Linked DNA regions of Mus musculus: all the other regions are linked to region 1. The links are chromatin contacts, called in public Hi-C and HiCAR-type maps. All regions are on one chromosome and are shown on one strand. Each heading gives the region's core, a stretch centred on a gene start, on an enhancer-like site or on the middle of the called end of the contact. The rest is flanking DNA. Distances are from core to core; before and after follow the strand shown.

What was found. A called contact is a pair of places that touch in the nucleus more often than the background predicts. HiCAR-type assays count read pairs that join an accessible place to other places.
Region 2: a HiCAR-type map of astrocytes shows a contact between it and region 1, with 5 times the contacts expected there. The contact joins the enhancer-like site here to the promoter of 1110004F10Rik in region 1. A contact is called at or near these places in 10 of 39 promoter capture datasets (the C10 cell line, cranial neural crest, embryonic stem cells and 5 more), 1 of 15 datasets of contacts at CTCF or cohesin (pro-B cells), 7 of 484 Hi-C or Micro-C datasets (LSK cells, the P5424 cell line, cardiomyocytes and 4 more), 13 of 115 datasets of contacts at active chromatin or transcription factors (acute myeloid leukemia, astrocytes, embryonic basal ganglia and 10 more) and 1 of 9 other capture datasets (pancreatic islet).
Region 3: a Hi-C map of B cells shows a contact between it and region 1, with 5 read pairs. The contact joins the enhancer-like site here to the promoter of 1110004F10Rik in region 1. A contact is called at or near these places in 1 of 39 promoter capture datasets (stem cell-derived epiblast-like cells), 1 of 15 datasets of contacts at CTCF or cohesin (embryonic stem cells), 2 of 484 Hi-C or Micro-C datasets (B cells and uterus), 4 of 115 datasets of contacts at active chromatin or transcription factors (bone marrow-derived macrophages, embryonic stem cells and large pre-B cells) and 1 of 9 other capture datasets (liver).

The regions. Positions count from the first base shown.
Region 1 is chr7:116,091,925-116,094,698 of GRCm38.p6, forward strand. 1110004F10Rik (RIKEN cDNA 1110004F10 gene) reads left to right here and starts at 1,456. Exons shown (of 5, transcript NM_019772.2): 1 at 1,456-1,601. The coding sequence starts at 1,539. It overlaps 1700003G18Rik (RIKEN cDNA 1700003G18 gene), which reads right to left and starts at 1,225. Exons shown (of 4, transcript NR_029433.1): 1 at 1,138-1,225.
Region 2 is chr7:115,217,374-115,220,147 of GRCm38.p6, forward strand. No RefSeq gene overlaps it. Among named protein-coding and RNA genes, the nearest start is that of Gm34282, 86 kb to the left of the region's middle. Within about 2 kb of position 1,453, at least 134 of the 459 cell types and tissues checked have an H3K27ac peak or open chromatin away from gene starts, as enhancers often do. A contact at or near this core is called in the P5424 cell line, astrocytes, embryonic forebrain and 7 more, where this site is marked.
Region 3 is chr7:116,607,187-116,609,960 of GRCm38.p6, forward strand. No RefSeq gene overlaps it. Among named protein-coding and RNA genes, the nearest start is that of Gm46018, 49 kb to the right of the region's middle. Within about 2 kb of position 1,330, at least 37 of the 459 cell types and tissues checked have an H3K27ac peak or open chromatin away from gene starts, as enhancers often do. A contact at or near this core is called in B cells, where this site is marked.

The DNA.
Region 1 (2,774 bases), core at 206-2,705:
GAGGTCTTACTATAGACTCGGCTGACAAACCACACATTACTTAGAAGAGGATGATCTTGAATTTCTTATCTTCCTTCACCACCTCCCAGACACTAGGTTCACAGGCATAGTCAGGTTTCACTTTGGGCACAGTTCTATCAGTGGTTCATCGTCATCTGAAATGTAGTTCAACTAGAGTAACTGCTGAGCACAGACACTGACAGGTGTCTCATAGACCACTCGGTATGGGGACTTAAGACTAGCCATGTACTGTTGTCATACTATTTGTTTATACTTGAAAAAAAAATCTTTTTAAAAATCAAGGCTGGAAGTCTTCAGAATGAGTAAGGGCAAGAAAGTCATCCTGACAGTATGTCAGGTTCACCTGTGGATGCAAATTCAGCTATAACATACAGAAGTTTATCTTCAGTATCTGAACACTGGACTACAAGATCTTGCAGGAAGCTTAGTTGGGGCTGGAAAGGGAGCAGGGAAATGAGGAAAAGGGAACTAGAAACAAGATTGCAAATGGGAAGGGCAGCGAATGTATCCATCCTAAGGGGGCGGGGTGGGGGTGGTCTCTTGCAACTAGACTGAGGAGACAGTTGAAACAGGTTGAGACTGCTACTGTATTGTAACTTTAAAGGGGTTTATTATATAGGAAACTTACCCCCCACCCCCACCCCAAGAAAAATAATAAAGATACAGGATTTTTTTTTGGCAGACAGACTTCAGTCGATGAAGTTTCAAATAATATCTACCTTAAAAAGGGATCAGAGAGTTGGGTCACTCTTATCTAGAATACACTAAGCCCAGTGGAAAACGGTCCACAATTCCTGAGGGGTGGAGCTGTTTAGAAAAAAAACGAAAAACAAAACAGCCAATTAACAAGCCTTCAGCTTCACACTGAACTCTATTCAGTAAGAAAAGAAAGGAAGGAAGGAAAGGAAGAGAATGAAGACGTTAGAATATCCCGTGTGAGCAGTAGAGACCACACATTAGGCTGGGGGAAGAAGCCATGTTTTAGGTTTTTGTCTTGGGCCGAGAACTTGTATTCAAAAAGCCTCAAACATTACACTTAAGTCTATGTGTTTAACTATGATGAATGTGTTTACTAACAGGGCAGAACCTCACACACACAAAAAGGCGAAAACCCACTCTAGGTCTGTCTGTGGCAACGAAGCTCTCCGCCAACGATCACCACCATACCCATCCACGGGAAAGCTCCCTCTACACGCCGAAGAAAGCGTAGCCTCCGAGGGCTCTCCCGCCACGCCGCGCGAGATGCTTCGCTCGGCCTCCTGGGAAATGTAGTTTAAGTCACTGAAGACGGCTTAGTCAGGCCAGTAAAGAGTGAGTCCAAAAAAACTACAACTCCCGGTGTGCTCCAGGGTGACGAGCGGCCGCAGCAGTGACGACTGTAGCGGTGAAGGGCCGGAGGGGGCTCTGCGTTCTGGAGTGGCGCTGCTTGGTCCGGCGGCTGGGTGAGGGCTGCTGGTGTCGCGTTTGAGGAGAACTGCGAGTGTGTTTGGCATATCCCCGTCAGGATCCCAGCTACGATGAGTGCTGCCCGGGAGTCTCACCCGCACGGGGTGAAACGTTCAGCCTCCCCCGACGACGATGTAAATAACAATGGATGAGGGTTGAGGCCTAGTGAAGGCTGGGGTAGGCCGGGAAGGGTGGATGGAGGAAGAAGCGCCCGAAGGAAGGGGGCGCAACGAGGGATGTCTTCCTTTTCCTACTAGAATCTGAAGGATTGAAGAGGCCCTGAGCTGAGATACAGAGACCTGCGTAGGAACGGGGGTTGAGGAAGGAAATCCTGAGAAGGGTCGAAAAGGAAAAAGAGCTTAATCGAGATGTCTTTGCGTTTTGGGAAACCGGTGAAGCTCATTTCTTAGTCATTTCAGGATAGATATGTCATAGTCCTGACATTGGTCTAAAACGCTCCTCTGGCAATCGCGAAATGTTCAGTCACATTTGGACAAATTTTCCAGCCCGAATCCTTTTTTGCAGTGTACTGGTAATTGCTGCCCTAACTACACCATTCTTAATAAACAGAGACCAATATTAAGCCGAAGATTGTGGTAGACAGTTTGGGGATGGAATAATGGCGAGGTCAGAGGGAGTGAGACCCAGAAGCGCATTTTGATGTCAGATACCTTTTTCCTGCCCTCTCATGCCTTCAGCTCATCAGTTTAAATAATAAACTGTCCCTTATTAACCTGTTCAGTACTGACTACAATGCCAGATACTGGAATTGAAGATTAATAAAGAGGATGCTTATATTTGTCTTAGCTCTAGCATAGTGTTTAGAAACTGCAGGTAACTTGTAAAATTAGGTTCTTCTATAATGAAATCCCTTGGAAACATTGATGGGGAAGTTGGTGGGAAGGGGACATGAGGAAGTCATCTTTGAGACAGATGAAAGCTGGTCTCGCTTATTCATACACTGTCAGCTTCAGAATTGTAACTTTTAGTGCAGTTTGACATCTTTCATAAGTCCTTTGTGAGCCATAAAAGGTTCCCTGAATTATTTTGTAGTTAATGAGAGAATACTAAGAACCACACTCCTTTGGTTGGAAGATGGGGTGTGGACCAGAATTGTAATAATAGAATAAATTTTAGCCTTGTGAGGAAGATTAGTAATCAATTAAAAAAGAGTGGAGGGATGACTGGTTGTCTGTGAGATTAATTCATGTCCCTTGTCTTCCCTGCGACTGGAATTTAGATCTTCCATTGTTAATACCGCCATTCTGCATTGTTAGGAATTTGTCTAGGTTTTTTTAGTGATCTAG
Region 2 (2,774 bases), core at 203-2,702, 870 kb before region 1:
GAAGTGAGGTGTGCTTTTTCCTTCCCGTGGTACCAATGCCTGATGGGGTTCCCTGGGGGAGACACCTGTTTTATCCAGACCTCTGGTCTGCACTTACAACAAGGATCTCATGGCGCTGTTGTCTTGACCTTAGTAGCAGCCAGCTTTGCACCACTTGGATGCAGTATGTCCCAGCAGGGCAGTGGCTGAGAAGCTGCAAATATGATTCTCTCAGGACCTGGCCTCTTGGCTCTACCAGGACCTGGGCATTAGCCTACCCAGGCTGGATCTAGACCTCTGAATACTCTTTCATTTAACACCTGCACAAATCCTGCCATCCTCCCTTCCACCCCTCCCACATTGAAAGAGTCTCTCTCTCTCTCTCTCTCTCTCTCTCTCTCTCTCTCTCTCTCTCTCTCTCTCTCTCTCTCTCCTGGCAAACTCTTACAGTTGCCATAAGGCAAGTGGAGACTGAACACGGAGATCTCTGGGTGAGTATTTGTTAAAGGTTACAGAGCCAGTAGTCCAGTGCCTGACCTCAAACCCCAGGCTTCAAGGCATCCTTCACCTCCCACCCCTCTGCCTGCCAACAACAGGGCTGCTTCCGGGGCTCCCGGGCCAGGCCAGCCAAGGAAGCACAGACAGCCCCAGTGCATCTTTCTCTCTCGATCAGTGGGCAAATTAATTCACGCTATCTTTACATTATGTATAATGCTGCATGATTTTATTTTGCTTCATTCCCGAAATCTTTTACAGTAATTAGTAGCCGAGTAAAATATAAAAATTAATGCAATATAACACTTTAATGGTAATAATACACCATCCTGTCTAATTAATAAAATCTGTTGTTTCCAAGCACGGTTATTTATTTGACAAATTGATGGCACACATCCTGTTCATATCCCCTTTCCCGGCTCCCATCCTTTCAGTTTATTGAATAAAATTGTATCAGGAAAATAAACAGATTGTCTTCTGACCTGACAAGCGAGTGAGGAAAAACCCCTCACTCACACAGCCCTAATTGTTCTCAACAATATTCGCTAACATGCATCAAGAGGGCTTGGAAATGAAGCCTCATTTCCTAGCTCCTGTATTTTTTCCATTTAATTTAAATCTTTATAATTGTGTCTTCTTATTTTTTAGGGACTGGGGACCTAGCGAGTTTGAGGGGTGAGCTTTGTCCCTGTGGGCTGTCATTCTGATGGCCTTAACAAGCAGGGATGGTTCCCACTCTGCATAGAGATCAGAGTGGAGAGCTAGGCTCTTCTGAGCCCTGGTGGAGCACACTGAAGTCACCTCCAATGTGGCAGAAGAGGACCAGATAGGGAGCCGGGGACAGTCATATTGGAGGACTGTCATTAGGGATTAAAAGGGACATGGAAGGAGGGGTTCGGGCAGGATTCTGAGGCTTGGTGACGTCTGCTGGTGGGAGTGGAGCAGGGAACAATGTCCAGCCCGAGCGAGCATGTGCCGTTGGAACAGAGTGCTGATCTAATTACAGAGCCACTCTGTGCTCCCTCTCTCATGTAAGACAGGACGTTTATATGCTAAGTGTGAAAACATGAAAGCCTTAAGCTATAAATAGAACGGCAGAGATGGAGGGAGACGCACACAGAGGAAGAGAAGGCAGAAAGAGGAAGTAAAGGAGAGACTTGCCCCTTGCAGGTTAATTTCTAGCGTTTTTCCCTGAAAGAAAAATGATGTGCTGTGGTTGGTGTTCAGGAAGAGCCCCCGTCACCAGCTTTTAAGCTACATTTACTGCAAGAGAAAAGGCCCCCAAGTGCACACACGTGAGGACTCATCCGCTCTGGTGAAGTGACTTCTACACCAGAGAGACATCCACACAGAGACACAGAGTGCAGCCATGTGTGAGCGTGACTATGGAGTCCACACCACTGAATCAACACAGTCCCGCCCTGTCTAGGATGCCTAGAACATTGTACTGGGCCACCACAGTAACAACGTCTTTCCCTGAGGTCTGTGCGGGAGTCTGGGGGTGCTGGCCCTTCCTTGTCATTTCTCCTGATCGGCCTCTTCACCTTCACCACTATTGTATGCCAATGCCTTATCTTAATAATTCTTACCATAATGATCAAAAGCTTAAATAAGATTTATCCACGCAGAGGTCACTGATACCTTCTGACTAACACCCAGGTACACAGAAGGTGATCAATAAATGCCATGGGAACCAGCACCTTCTACTTTGGCTGCCGACGAAGTATTTCATGGCATAGGTTACCATCCCTGCCCATTTCATGAAGCAGGCCCAATCTCCTTCTAAATGGAAACAGTGGGATGTTCAGTGGAAAAAAAATGGTATTTGTTGAACTATTTTGGACATTCCAAAATTGTTTAGCTTAAAGACATTTCATTGAAACCTCAGTAATAAGTCAAAGAGAAAGGCCTAATCGTTACCACCAGTGTCATAGATGCAGTATAATTTCCAAAACCCTATGTAGTTGGCTTAAAATTTTATAAAGTGTATAAAATGACTGGGGTTTGAACCCACATCTGTCTAGATTGGGACTCCTCAAAGCCATGCTGTAGTTCCAGCTGGGGTGCTAACAATGTCTCCTTGGGGTGGCATTTCTGTAACTCTGCCTTCTCAGCTGTAAATATCCGAGGCTCTGCTGCTGGGTTTACACAGCTCCACATGGCACTGTGCGTAGGTCAGGAGGGTAATCCAGTCTACCTTGTCTCTTTGTTCTTTCGTTTGTCACTCCCCAAGCTATCATCTGACAGACAACTCTTTTGGCTGGGGCTGCATCAAGGGAGTGACAGCTGGGGTTCCAAGA
Region 3 (2,774 bases), core at 80-2,579, 520 kb after region 1:
TGGTGGAGAAGGTGGTGTGGGAGGGGGAGGTTGGGGAATTGGATGTCTCCACCAGGAGGGAAGTAAAAGAGTGTATAGATCCAGAAGGGGAAGTGGGTGAAGGGGTGGGGGCAGGGGTGGATAGAGTGGGGTGGGACAGGATGGGAAGGAGGGGCCTGAGGTGTGTGTGTGTGTGTGTGTGTGTGTGTGTGTGTGTGTGAATCTGGAAGAGGTAGAGGACACGGAGAAGATGGCCTGAGGTGGGCTTGGGAGAGTGGGGGGTGGGGGGGTGGGGGGGGAAAGCCTTGGTTTCTTAAGGTGTCAGGATAGGTGTTGGGAGACAAGTGACAAGGAATTTTTTAGAGACCAAATTAGTAGATTTTCTCAGCTAAGGAAATAAGTCAATTCAAGCGGAATTAGAAGTAAAAAAGGGCAGGTTTATTTGGGAACGACTCCCATGCGAGTTTGCCAGCCTCAGTGGGTGAGACCGGAAAAAGTCTTGGGCAGGCTGTGACAGGGAAGTTTTTTATGGATTGTAGGCGAAGGATAATCACGTGTCTGCTACACGCTGGGCTTGTGCCCTGTTGTGGTCATCTTTTGGGGGGGGGGAAGGGGGGCTTAGGTGGCTGGCGACTTCAGGGGCGGGGTTGGGACAGCTGTCAGGAACTGGGCTTGGGTGCCTTTCTTCTGCTCAGAGGCTTTCCGGAGTGGGGGTTGGAGAGAGGGAGGGATCGAGTTTACTGACTTGGGGGTGGTGGTGGTAGGGATAGGGAGATGGGTGAGGGGGCAAGCTGGAGGCTCCAACTGAACACAGAACAGCAGAATAATCCCTAGAAGCAAACTGTTTAAGCTGAACAGGTGGGTTTAAACTAGAGCCCCACTGATCAATATAAGCTGCCTGATCAGGACGCGTGGGGGCCGATGAAACCTTGAGCCAGACTGCCTTCACGATAGCGTTGTCCAGGGAACTGGTAGATGGTCATTTCACTTCAGAAGAGGAGCAGTTAATCTCAAAGTAAGTGCGCAGCCTTTCTTTTCCCATATTCCTCCGCAGCTCCTTGGGAGAAATTTTTTTTTTAGCGCATACACCAAAGGGGTGAGAATTTCGAGTCGATGGTCCTCAACTTAATTGACTAAAGGAAGTTCTATTATGACCAAGTTAAATGAGAGAAGACCCCACTAAACACCTGCCACAGCTCCCTTGTTGGTGGGACTCATCGAAACTCCACGTGTAGTAGGGACAGTTGACTCCAGGATCGGATTGGTATGGCTGGAATTTCCCTCTGTCCTGGAGAGGAAAGACTACCCGCCCCCCATCCCACTCCACCCCACCCCAACCCCAAAAAACAAAAAACAAAAAGACGAATGATTGAGTGCCACCTAGTGGCAGAATCCAGAACAAACAGCCGTAGACTCTCCAAGGATCAAAAAAAAAAAAAAAAAAAAAAAAAAAGCACGTAGGGGCTGCCACCTAGTGGCACAATGCGGAAAACCCGGCAGAATCAGCTTTAGCTCCACTTTTCTTCTGGGGAGGCAAGAGCCAGGAGGCAGGGTGGAAGGGTGGATAGAGGGGAGGACAGGACTATTAATTAAGGACTCAGAACTCCTAATTTGCTTAATCAGAGTGGTTGTCAGTAATTATCTCAGGTACATAATTACATTGGAGGTATCAGGGAGATTCCCCTGGCTCCGTGAGGAGCCGTATTCCTGGCCAGGCAGAGGTGGTGGTGGTGGTGGTGGGGTGGTAGTGAGGGGGCCGGCCCTGACAAATTTTCCAGGGCCGCCCTCCTCGCAGTGAGTCTGGAGAGATATTTTCCCAAACAGGAAGACAGAGTCCTCTTAACACTCTCAAGAGTACTGAATTAAGTTCTGGGTACTGAATTAAATTCTGTTTCTGGTTTCTAGTTCCGGTTGATGGAAGGGGAGACTTCTGGCTAAGGAGACACCCCAAAGAAAGGGCTTCTTTTCCAGATCAGGGATTTAGGTCCAAAGAAGACCCAGTTCTTTTGGAAGCCCTCTTCCTGATTTAGTCCTCCTACACTAAACTAGCATGCCAGTAGTAGGGTTACCCTGTATTCTGGTTATACCTCTTATGAGAGATCTGGTTTTGGGATTGCTGAGTGAATGTTTGGCCAACTGTGTAAATAATGTAAATGATTAAATGCATGACAAGAAAGTTTGACCCAGGTAGTTGTAGTTGTTTGATTTTGTCACTGGTGGTTCTGTTTTGTCTCCTCGTCCTATTTGTCTCCAATCCTCTTGGTCTCTGAGAAATGTCTTGGTGCCCAACTTCAGGGATTTAGCATTTTAAAAGGCAAAACCACAGAGATGTATCAAAGTTCCACCAGGGTCAGAGTAATCCTCCAGCATTCACTCCTGGCAGAGCGCAGCAGTTATTTTAGACCGAACTTGGTGATTATTTTTGTAAATACTTCTGTAAATACTAGGAGTCAAGGTCATGGAAATCTCAAATGTGCTGCCGAGGCGGATATAACCGAGGCAGGAGTGGGGCAAAGGGCTGAGAATTATCAAAGCAAACACAAAATGGAGTCAGAACAGGATGCCATTGCCTTAGCCATTTCAAAGCAAATGTCAGGTCCCGTCTACTCAAGGCCAGAGGTTCACAAAGTGGATTGACCCTAAATGTGTCTACCACAATTGGGTCTAACTATCAGGAGCTGAGTAAATTCAGGGACCATGGCTAACACACACACAAGCTTCAACGTGTTTATGATTATTGATGCGGGAGATACTTGGAGCTAATGTCTGTAGGGAGTGGTATGCCTAGGACCATC